Linked DNA regions of Mus musculus: all the other regions are linked to region 1. The links are chromatin contacts, called in public HiChIP or PLAC-seq and promoter capture Hi-C maps. All regions are on one chromosome and are shown on one strand. Each heading gives the region's core, a stretch centred on a gene start, on an enhancer-like site or on the middle of the called end of the contact. The rest is flanking DNA. Distances are from core to core; before and after follow the strand shown.

What was found. Promoter capture Hi-C pulls out the DNA fragments that hold promoters and counts their contacts. HiChIP or PLAC-seq counts read pairs in DNA pulled down with a chosen protein or histone mark.
Region 2: an H3K4me3 HiChIP or PLAC-seq map of craniofacial prominence shows a contact between it and region 1, with 6 times the contacts expected there. The contact joins two enhancer-like sites. A contact is called at or near these places in 3 of 39 promoter capture datasets (cranial neural crest, maxillary cranial neural crest and second pharyngeal arch cranial neural crest), 1 of 484 Hi-C or Micro-C datasets (uterus) and 2 of 115 datasets of contacts at active chromatin or transcription factors (craniofacial prominence and neural progenitor cells).
Region 3: an H3K27ac HiChIP or PLAC-seq map of heart atrium shows a contact between it and region 1, with 7 times the contacts expected there. The contact joins two enhancer-like sites. A contact is called at or near these places in 5 of 39 promoter capture datasets (cranial neural crest, frontonasal cranial neural crest, hippocampal neurons and 2 more), 1 of 484 Hi-C or Micro-C datasets (ventral hippocampal neurons) and 4 of 115 datasets of contacts at active chromatin or transcription factors (craniofacial prominence, embryonic forebrain, heart atrium and 1 more).
Region 4: a promoter capture Hi-C map of cranial neural crest shows a contact between it and region 1. The contact joins two enhancer-like sites. A contact is called at or near these places in 3 of 39 promoter capture datasets (cranial neural crest, frontonasal cranial neural crest and maxillary cranial neural crest).

What each region holds. Positions count from the first base shown.
Region 1 is chr16:77,499,258-77,501,957 of GRCm38.p6, reverse strand. It overlaps Mir99ahg (Mir99a and Mirlet7c-1 host gene (non-protein coding)), which reads right to left. Exons shown (of 5, transcript NR_015543.3): 4 at 348-455. Among named protein-coding and RNA genes, the nearest start is that of 9430053O09Rik, 80 kb to the right of the region's middle. Within about 2 kb of position 1,432, at least 195 of the 459 cell types and tissues checked have an H3K27ac peak or open chromatin away from gene starts, as enhancers often do. A contact at or near this core is called in heart atrium and neural progenitor cells, where this site is marked.
Region 2 is chr16:78,039,204-78,041,903 of GRCm38.p6, reverse strand. All of the region lies in intron 2 of Gm31431 (a long non-coding RNA gene), which reads left to right. Among named protein-coding and RNA genes, the nearest start is that of Gm31431, 49 kb to the left of the region's middle. Within about 2 kb of position 1,448, at least 8 of the 459 cell types and tissues checked have an H3K27ac peak or open chromatin away from gene starts, as enhancers often do.
Region 3 is chr16:78,100,491-78,103,190 of GRCm38.p6, reverse strand. No RefSeq gene overlaps it. Among named protein-coding and RNA genes, the nearest start is that of Gm31431, 12 kb to the right of the region's middle. Within about 2 kb of position 1,345, at least 42 of the 459 cell types and tissues checked have an H3K27ac peak or open chromatin away from gene starts, as enhancers often do. A contact at or near this core is called in heart atrium and neural progenitor cells, where this site is marked.
Region 4 is chr16:78,058,356-78,061,055 of GRCm38.p6, reverse strand. The region is part of intron 2 of Gm31431 (a long non-coding RNA gene); the gene reads left to right. Among named protein-coding and RNA genes, the nearest start is that of Gm31431, 30 kb to the left of the region's middle. Within about 2 kb of position 1,370, at least 40 of the 459 cell types and tissues checked have an H3K27ac peak or open chromatin away from gene starts, as enhancers often do.

The DNA of each region.
Region 1 (2,700 bases), core at 183-2,682:
CCCATGACAGAATTCAGGTGTGGGAACATCAGATTTAAAATCTGCTCCTTGACCTTCTTGCCTTCTTTTATGAAAACTCAGCCTTTATCTTATGGGGAAGCACTTAAATACAGTTATTTCATCATTCAGACATGTTTACAAACCAAACATTTCTATGAAAAGATTTGTTAAAGGCATCAAGGTACCACATAATCTTTTAAAATTATGTAATAAATATTAACAATAACAACAAAACAAACAAAAAATCCCCAAACACTAAGGTATTCTAATATACACAAAGACCTCACTTAAGTCAATATTAAACTTAATTCTATATACAAAACTTCTGTTAACAGGATGTTACTTACAGAGATGAACAGTTTTATGAATTCATCTGTTATTCGTCCCGACGGGTTTTGAAGGATCTCTCCATAGTGTATATTGCTCAGTTAAGACAGGACTCCTATTCTGGTATGCTGAAGAGGAAAAAAATGTCCTTAAATCTTCTTATTTCAGATTATTCTTATTCTATCACAATTTAGGCAGCAACAGGCAAAGATTCCACAATGACAATATGAGAAAGCAAGAAAAAAAAAACAAACCTGAAGGTTTATTTCATATTTACTGTATAAAGTCACTTTTGACATGCCTATACAACTGGTTGTGGCGGCTTTCAAACATGATTTCTAATATATGTATATATAAAAAATTGCTCCAGGTTCTTTGAGAGAAAGCTTGCCGCTGGGAAGTTGATTTTGGCAATTGGCCAAAATCATGTGCAAAGGGGCCTCATTAGGGATTCATGGCAGCCTTCAGTACTCTCAAAAAAATGTGACCCAACAGGCTAAATGAGCCACTAAAATTAAAAAGTAAGAGACAAAGACAACTTACTTAATATTCCTTCCAAAACATCATTAAACTTTTTCTTTTCTTTTTTCAGTACTCAGACCCACGTTTGCCGAATGCACCATCTCCTGCCCTCTAAGGTTCAAACAATTCCTCTTTAAAACTTGTCTATTTTCTTCGCCCGGAATGTTTTTCTTTCTGTGTCACTTTGCAAAGATTTCTCTGGGGATCAAACAATATCTATTGCGATCAGTTCAATCACAGAAAACGAAAACGTCGAAAGACCGACTACAGACTCCTGATTCAAGTTTTCAATAAGCGAACAAAAATAAGTAAGCAATCTTCGGTACATTTCAACTTCCACAGAAGGAAGCACACACACCCTGTAAACTTGCATCTCTTGTATGGGCCAATTTCACTGACAAACTTGGACACCCCCCCACCCCCACCCCCACCCACCAAAGCAGGTCTGATCCCGAAGTCTTACCTAGATGTCTTCTGGCTTTTCTGTAGATCAAAAAGTTTCCTGCCTAGGCACACAGATATTCTTTCTCACACACCATAGAGGCCCTTTTATGAATCCCACACTGTAACAGGCTGCTTTTCAACACCAGTTGAGAGCGCAGTGCGTCAGCTCTTGAGATAAAATTCATGGCTAACACACAATTAGTGGGAGAGGTTGTCTCCGGGAGAATTTATCTTAGAACGAAAGAAGCAGGAGCACAGCTATTTTTTCCTCTTTATCCCTCCCTTTCTTTCCCCTCTTTCTTTCTTTCTTTCTTTCTTTCTTTCTTTCTTTCTTTCTTTCTTTCTTTCTTTCTTTCTTTCTTTCTTTCTTTCTTTCTTTCTTTCTTTTTTTAAATAGCAAAGAGAGGAGGGTGCGGTCAGATGTTAGAATTTTGCCTGAGAAAAGGGCCCTACACAGCACTAGGACCCACTAAATACTAGCAGAGCAGCCCGGGAAGGGAGCCAACGGAAGGACTTTGTTTGACCCAGCTGCCAATCTCCCCCGAAGCCGTGCGCCAGACTAAACACTCACACTATTTTAACTCAAATCAGGCTACAGCAGCTGTTTGCTTTCCGGCTCTGAGTTCGGCACCCACATGGCCTGTGTGGTTCACCCGTGAGCTTTGCGAGCTGCCTTGCTGAAATCTGTTCCGGGGTGGGATTTATCAGTGGAAAGAAAAATTTAACCCTGCACCTCATGGTTAACAGAGATTGTTTGCTTCTCGGCTTTTGATCCGGTCACCAGAAAGTGGTTTTTCTTTTTATAATCTCTGAAAAATAAGAGTGTTAATTTTACACCCAGGGAGAGAGTTGGGATTTGAAAGTGAGGCTTCCGAACTGTTTTGCTTTGAAAGTTTTCTAACATGTTGAAATTAGCAGTGAAGTGTAGCAATAGCAGCGTGCTTTACTGAAACTTTAGGAGCGAGGCTGGTTTCTGCCTGTTCCTGTTCAACACCTTCCACCATCCAAGATGGAAAACTGGGGTTATACCAAGACTCAATAATGTCTCCTCGGTCGTCTCCTCCACTTTTAGAAAGTTCCTTCAGAAGCAACCATGAAGTAAAGCACTCTACATGCAAAGGCACATGCAACCCAAAGCACAAAGCAACCCAATTCACTTTCCTTAAATTTCCAATTACTTAACTACTTCAAGGCTTGAAATCTCATCAATGACCGTCGAAGACTAAAACGTGTCCATTGGTAGCATAGAGCAAAAATTCAATGAGAAGAAAGCCAGAGGAAGGCCAATATTACAATTATCAAAATTAGGAGGACTGGATTTGATAATTAAGATTAACTGCACAAAAAATAGATGGGCACCTCTGGCCATGTGGGGAACATTAGTCAGTAAATCCTTCTTTGTGTTGA
Region 2 (2,700 bases), core at 199-2,698, 540 kb before region 1:
TACCGTGCCCTCCCTTTGCATAATATTCCCTCTTTTTTTCCATATAGCAGTCCTAAAATTCTTTCAAGACATGTCATTGGACACAGTTTTACAAAATATGCCATGCTTCACATTTTCTTCCATGTGCGATAAAAATTACACATAATATTCTAGATTGCTGTGGCAATCAGGAAAGGATCCCAAGAGAGAAAGGTGAACAGAGTTGAATGAATAGAGAACTTAAGAACCCTCTGTGCTCAGTCTGTTCTGAAACCGTGGATGGTAGATCAAAGAAGAGAGGCATTCAGATATCTAACTCAAGTCCTATGAGCCTTGGTCCTAAGTGTGCAGTGTCTTCGGCAATAGAGGTCCATGCCAGGGAGCCAAGGGCTACATCTATAACCTATATTGTTCTGGGAATCACTTGGGCTACCCTGACCAACCATTTGAAAGGAGGTTTGCCATGCATGATATTTCGAGCCTTCTTAACCCGAGTAGCTTAATTTCTTTTAAGATCTCTCTCTCTCTCTCTCTCTCTCTCTCTCTCTCTCTCTCTCTCTCTCTCTCTCTCTCCTTGTCCCTCTCTGTGTGTATGTTTATACATACACATACACTTATACATATTGTATATTATTGTAGATGAGGTCAAAATAATGTGGTTCCTAGAGGCTTGAATGATTTTAAGAGACCAGAACAGCAGGAAGTTAGTTGGGAAACGTTGTCTCCTAGAAATGGCTGCATAAAACAAGTCTGTGACAAAGGCAATTGCAATGGGTGTTAGCATGGAAGGGAGAAAATTGCGTGGTGCCTCAATCCTAGAAAAGGAACTACAGGCAACTAATGACTGTTGGGAGGGTATGAATTAGCCTCTCCTAAGAGTAAGCTTCCTTTTTGGTTGTCCAATGTAGCATAGTCAGCCTTGAAATCAGATATACACAAGAAAAACAGACCCTGTGGATTAGTTTTATATATATTTGTGTCCAACATGCACACACACACACACACACACACACTCACACACACACACACACACACACACACACACACACACACACACACACACACACACACACCATACCACACCACCACCATCATACAAACAAATTCCACACCATACATAGAAAATAGACATTAGTAAGGCAGAATTAGTTCTGACCTCCTGATATGGCCTTCCTGGGGACATTGTACACTGTTTCAAAATATTTACATTGAGGGACCTGATGGAGAAATGTATGAAATATCTGTAACCAATATTTGCAACTGTTATACAGATCCAAAATTAGTTCAATAGAAAAATATTTATAACTATCATGACATTTATAACATGAGAAGTTTATGGCTTATAGGAATGTTTGATGAATGGAAAGGATTTGGGGGTCATGAAGAGGAGAATAATTAAATACAGGCAAGAGTCTAGTGTAGAATTACAGAGACAGTGCCTGTGTGTGGGTGCAAGTTAATGGCATTCCGGCTGGCCAGAGCATCAAGAGTGCGGGGGATGAATTACAGCCCACTTGGGCCAGCCTCACTGTAGTTTCCTACTCTTATGACAAGGTTTTTGAAAAACCAGAGCTGCTAATTTTTAACATGTAATTTGGGTCTGAATTATTGATGCAAAGCAGCTGACTGAGATTTACATTACCCTTTACCCACTTCCTGTCTCATACAGCCGAGCAGCTAGGATTCGCCAAGAGGATGTGGGGCTGTAGGAAATGCAAGCCAGAGAAGCAGCCCAAGTCTATACCACATGGAAGGTACTTGCCTATCAGCAAAAAAAAATTGTATCAGACGTCCACGTTCAACACTGCATTTTGCTTACAATAAATATAGGAGTTGAGGTTGACCTAACTAAGAAAGATACTTACAACTGTGTAAGGTTTGGTGTTGATGATCTTGGAGCCTTTCAGCTCATTAAAAATTCTGTTCCATGGATCTCAGTCAATACAGCTTCAGGCATGCTTTGTCCTTTGCTAAGATTTTTTTTTTAAATTTTTTTACTAGATAGTTTCTTCATTTATATTTCAAATGCTATCCCAAAAGTTCCCTATACCCTCCCCCTTCACCCCCGCACTGCTCCCCTACCCACTCACTCTCACTTCTTGGCCCTGGCGTTCCCCTGTACTGAGACATATAAAGTTTACAAAACCAGGGGGCCTCTCTTTCCAATGATGGCCGACTAGGCCATCTTCTGCTACATATGTAGCTAGAGGCACGAGCTCTTGGGGGTACTGATTAGTTCATATTGTTGTTCCACCTATAGGGTTGTAGACTCCTTCAGCTCCTTGGGTACTTTCTCTAGCTCCTCCTTTGGGAGCCCTGTGTTCCATCCTATAGATGACTGTGAGCATCCACTTCTGTATTTGCCATGTACTGGCATAGCCTCACAAGAGACAGTTATATCAGGGTCCTTTCAGCAAAATCTTGCTGACATATGCAATAGTGTCTGCGTTTGGTGGCTGATTATGGGATGGACCCCTGGGTGGGGATCTTAATGAGGTTGTGTTGAGCATCACCTGGGAGAGAGAAAGGCATTTCAGTGAAGCACAGCAGTGCCCTGAGCGTGGTATGGCATAAGTGAGTGGGACCAAACCCTCTACTGACTGATACGGAATGATAGTTCATGCTATACTTAGCCTGAGCCCCCATTTCTCTTGTTATTTTGTGAATGCTTAGTCAACTCTTGCTCAGTTCTTAGGTTTCCAGAGTTTTCTGTTTTTGTGA
Region 3 (2,700 bases), core at 96-2,595, 600 kb before region 1:
AAAACAAACAGACAAAATAAAACAAATCTTCAAATGTGAATTTGAAATGTTTCCTTTATTTCTTTGAATATCATTTCTGCTGGAGTTTTTTTTTTTAATTTTAAAAGTATGGTTTATCTAATTATTTTAACCCAGGTCACATATTTGCATTATTACAGTGTGGTACTGCTTATCTTTTTCAGTACCATTCTGATCACAGTTTATAGCATTAGGGTTTTCAGAGGGAGCTGCCCAACAGTGGAGACTGGTTACACAGTCTTCCATGTCTAATATCCATTTCCTTGCTTGTAGCCCACCTGACATAGTTTGATTCAAGAATGATTTCAACAGCTAAGAGATTAGAATAGTGGGAACTTGAGACCCTTAAAAATTGAATCAGTTTGAGTTTAATTTTACAAGTTTGATTTTTGCATGAAGTGTTTAAACCTTCCTTTGATGAAGTTCTTCATTAGAAATTTCTAGGCCTGCATTGATGAGCCTAAGTAGATTTAGAACCTTTTCTAATGGCAGCAATTTGGGTTATTTTCACTGAAGTGACACTACATCATTGTTACCTTTGTGGGTATTTTTATTAACTTTTGCCAGGTACCAAAAGATACATCCCCTTCAATAATTGTGATAATGTATTCGAACTACGCAGGTGACTTTCCCTCTCTAATCCTCCCTCTAATTCAGAGGATTTAAATCTCTTTTGTTAAGTTATTATTGGGAGAAATAACTCCTGCATTCTTTGTGAACCTACTTATAGAAAAAAGGAGATTTTATTTCTCCTTTTAATTAAAAAGAAATACAACTGGTCTTTCAGAATGAACCCGAACCTAATTTAATGTTATAATAAAGAGGAGGTGCCGTGGAGAGAGATTTTGATGTTCCTAAATTTATACTGAGATACAAAAAGCAAATCCGATCTGTCCTGAGCCTGCATTTAATGAAATGTTGTGAGGGCAAGAGAGAGTAGAGAATCTGAACAAAGAGAATACATGTCGGGTGGAGTAGTTTCTTTAGAATGACGAGTTTGTTGGCTCAGCTAGCAGGAGGGGTCAAGCCGTAAACTGAAATAAAGGGACATTATAACTGGTAAGAAGCACAGCTTATACAAGGGTGCACTTTTAAGTTTGGGAGAAATAGTTGTTGCTCTGGCTGGAAAGTTTCTGTTCCCTTCTTTTTTACTAAACCAGGGAAACTGTATTGACATGCACCCAGATGGACGCTTTGCAGCCTTTCAAAGTGACTCTCCCTAACACTGCAAATTCTTGGCCACTTTCCAGTCTAAGGAGAGGTTAGCCAAAGACTAAAGATTTACTCGGACCACCCAAACGATGAGACTCCACCTTTCTTCTGGATCTCAGCCACCCGGGTACAAATAGAGAAAACTCAGGGGGCCAGGGGTAGGGGTGGGGACGACGGACGATGTGGAAGACAGATGGCAGGGAGAAAGAAGAAAGAGACAGAAAAGAAAACGCAACTTTTAATCAGAGGAAATTAAATTCTCCTTGCTTTCTTTCTGTTGCCCTGGAGTATTAAAGATACAAACCAGCTACATCAATCACTCCTCAACATAGACCTTTTTGTTTGCTGCTCTGAGCCAGAAGCACACATTGTGATTTTTTTTCTGTACACTGCAATGGTCATTATTGTGTGTGTGTGTGTGTGTTTTTTTTTTTTTTTTCTTAAATTTCAGACGAAAGCCTTTACATCCTAGCTCTGATTCTGGACAGTGACATTTTGCGTGGTGGGGAATGATAAAAATCTGTTCTTTGGCATCTTAAAGTTTTATGGAAGATTCTCACTTATTTTATTAGAGCTTTCGTGTTTGGAGACGTTTGGAGCTTGAGTTGAGTTCTAACTGTTCTGAGAGGTTTACAGACTTCCTCGGGCATTTCTGACCAGGATTCATGGACACTGTGATTTCTGCTATCAGTAAATATTTTTTAAATCATTGTTTTTATTGTATAGATTTACAGGGTAGAGTGCAACAATTTGATAGATGCATATGTTATATAATGATCAAATCGATGGTTAATCTTTCCATCTCTTTAAGCATTAATAAATTGAGAAAGAACATGTAGTAGTTGTCCATTCTCTATTGTTCCTGTTCAGGGTGTATGACCCTGAGGTAGGAGACTGTAGCACAGTCCAGCTCTGGTGGCACATCTCCTTATTTTCCACCTCTTGGAGGGGCAACATCAGCACTTTGTCTCCTGAGGGTAATTTGGGGCTTAGGTACTTTAGGGTCAAAAGAAATATTAAGAAAGCAGGCTTAAGCCAGAATTTGGCTTAACTGATTCAAGGCTAGTCTGACCTTCAAGTGACCTGCCAGGGGAAAGCATGGATCTACCATCTCATGTGTAAACATGATAGGTTCTGCAGATGCTTAGAACTATGGGATGAATGACCCATGTAGGGATGCTCCAAAGTTTTATCAGCCTGTCAATCAATCAGGATAAGGATCTATCCTCTTTCTTACCCTGTGGAGGGGCTGCTCTAGCTCTAACTCATACAAAGAGCTTGGAAAAGAACTCTCAGATCTAAACTTGAGTTGGCTGAGTCTGTGGACTGCAGCCCCTTTTACTCCGTCTGTCCACAGATCTATACTTTTATTATTGATCCTTGGGTATCTATTCCAATTCATTGAGACAAGGAACCTGATATGACACAATGGGACTCTCCAAGATCCTCCCGGACAACAGATCACTCCTC
Region 4 (2,700 bases), core at 121-2,620, 560 kb before region 1:
GCGTTTGTAGCTCTGTTGTCTGAGTGTCTGGACGAGCTGATAGTCAGTTTCTCTAGGCTGCCTTCTGGCATAGGTTTCCCTCCCACAACCCACAGGAAGAAATGCGCTTCTTCACATGTAGCGATGTCACTCTAAGAAATTAAAAGGATGAAGGAAAAGTCTCTCGAGATCTAGTCTAGGCTTGGGATTTTGCAAATCTCTTCTGGCAGGTTAGATTGGATAGACTATTCACAAGCCCAACCCAACTGCACGAGCTAAAGAAACAGAGTGCATCTTCCAAAGGAAGCAATGCTAGTCAGGCTTCGAGCATGCACACTAACGGCATGACTCATTTCTGGGATATTTGGCTGTCGACAGCTTAGAAACCTCATACCTCCCTCTTTACTTCATACATCCTAAAAAGCTGCTGAGGAAGCTTCGCACTTTCTCCTTTGGAAGCCAGGGAAGCTCAAACCACAGAAAACCCTGTGGATGTGGCCACCATTGCTACAGGCCCTCCTCCAGCCACCACTAAAAATTCTGGGTCATTCATTCCTTGCTTGTCTCATGGTATGTTTGGATGAGCATAGGAAGTACATGGTGCTCTTCCCCAATGATTTGTCCTGTCTGTCTGTCTGTCTGTCTGACTCTGTGTGTGAGAGAAAGGGAGAGGGAGAGAGAGAGGGAGAAAGGGGGAGGGTAAGAGGAGAGAGGTGAGAGGGAGAGGGAGAGGGAGAGGGAGAGAAGGAGAGGGAGAGGGAGGGGGGAGAGAGAGAGGGAAAGAGGAAGAGAGGGAGAGAGGGAGAAGGAGAGGGGGAGAGAGAGAGGGAGAGGGGGAGGGGAGAGGAGGAGAGAGAGGGAGAGGGAGAGAGAGAGGGAGAGGGGGAGAGAGAGGGAGAGGGGGAGAGGGAGAGGGGAGGGAGAGAGGGGGAGAGGGAGAGAGGGAGAGGGGGAGAGGGATAGATGGGGAGGGAGAGGGGGAGAGAGGGAGAGAGGGAGAGGGGGAGGGGGAGAGGGGAAGGGGGAGAGGGAGAAGGGGAGGGGGATGGAGAGTGAGAGGGAGAGAGAGTTATCCTTTTGGAGTCTATGTGAATAGTACAATCTCATGAACACAGACAAAATGGTAAAAATGCAGCCGTGTGGGCAATCAATAATGTTAATGTTTTCCAACGTTTGTTAGTTACAAGTATTCCTGGGATCTCAGTGGCTTATGTGTCTGCATTTGTGTATATATATGTGTGTGTATTTCTGTTTATGCTTTCAAAAGTATTTATTTTACTTTTAATTATATGTGTGCAGGTGTGCAGATATTTGCACATGAATGAGGATATAGGCAGAGGCCAGAAGCCTAAATCTACCTGGGTTTGGAATTACAGGTTGTCCTTAACTCCCCATGTGGGTACTAGGATTCAAACTTGGGTCCTCTGCCACAGCAATGTGAGTTCTTAACTACTGAGTCCTTTCTCCAGCCTGCAGGGATGAAGGTCAGCTTCCCCTTGAGCTCATGATTCCCTTGCCGTTTCCTCATCAGCACATCTTACCAAGCGCGGTGCATGTTTTATGCTGGGTTTTGTTCCGTTCCCTTGGCCTGCAGCTGAGCCCATGTGCTCTGGCTATCATTGCAGTAGGCTGGTGGCTGCTTGACTCCCCATGACTTGGGTGTAAGGATTCTTTGTCTTTTGGAATCTAAACGGATGGAATACCTATCAGCCAGGATATGCTGTTAGAATATAGGGAGAAAAAAATGGGCAAAAGAACCAGGGCAAAACCAAAGCGAGTTTCAGAGGTCTGACTGGGGATCTAGGCTAAGTCCTGCTTTGCTGGACATGATTGGCTAAGTCAAACAGTCCAGTGTAGGTGGACTTTTGGCTACTTTGTGGGTTCTTTTTTTTTCATTGTTCTCTCTTCTTCCAACCTTTCAACACCTAAGACTAGGTAGGAGAGAAAAGTGGATACAAGGGAAAGGGTGACAAAATCATTGCACTGCCTGCTGATTAGGGGCATCAAGTTCCTTGGGGCAAGTTTGATCTTCACCATCAGGATATCTAATTTCTTCTTTTCATCTCTTTGTACTTAACTACTTGTCAAATTGGAACAACCTACAATCAACCATCAACCAACCAACCAGCCCCTTCCACTGGGGCCCTAGTGTTTATATATTCTTTAAAAAGTGCCCATCCTCCTGTGCAGCAGAACACCAAAATTTGTAATTAATCTCTAATTAAAACTTACTACCTTGGCAATATCTCCATAGCCCTCTGTCCTTGACAGTTTGTGATAACCACTGATAAACTTTCAACCTCATGAAATAAGATGTGAAAACAGATATATTTTTGTTTTCCGTGTATTTCTGTGTGCATGTGTGAACATGTGTCAGATGTGGGTAGTGCCCACAGGGGTCCAAAGAGGACTGTTCTGTCCCCTGGGGCTTCATTATTGTCAGTTGTATGCTGCCCCTGTGGGTGCTGGGAACAGAACTCAGGTCCTCTAGAAGAGCTCCTAACCACTGAGCCTCCTTTTCAGTCCCAACATCATGATACATCTATATAAAGATTCTCTCTATGGGCTCCAATTTTGAAAACAGGTTAAGTGTCTCCATTTAGTATGAGAGAAGAGGAAAATGTCTAATTTTTTTGGTTTATCAGTGGAAATCTCACAAAAATAACTGCTGAAAGAAGAAACTTAGGAAAAATTTCAGTTCTCTTTGCGTTGGCTGCTTTT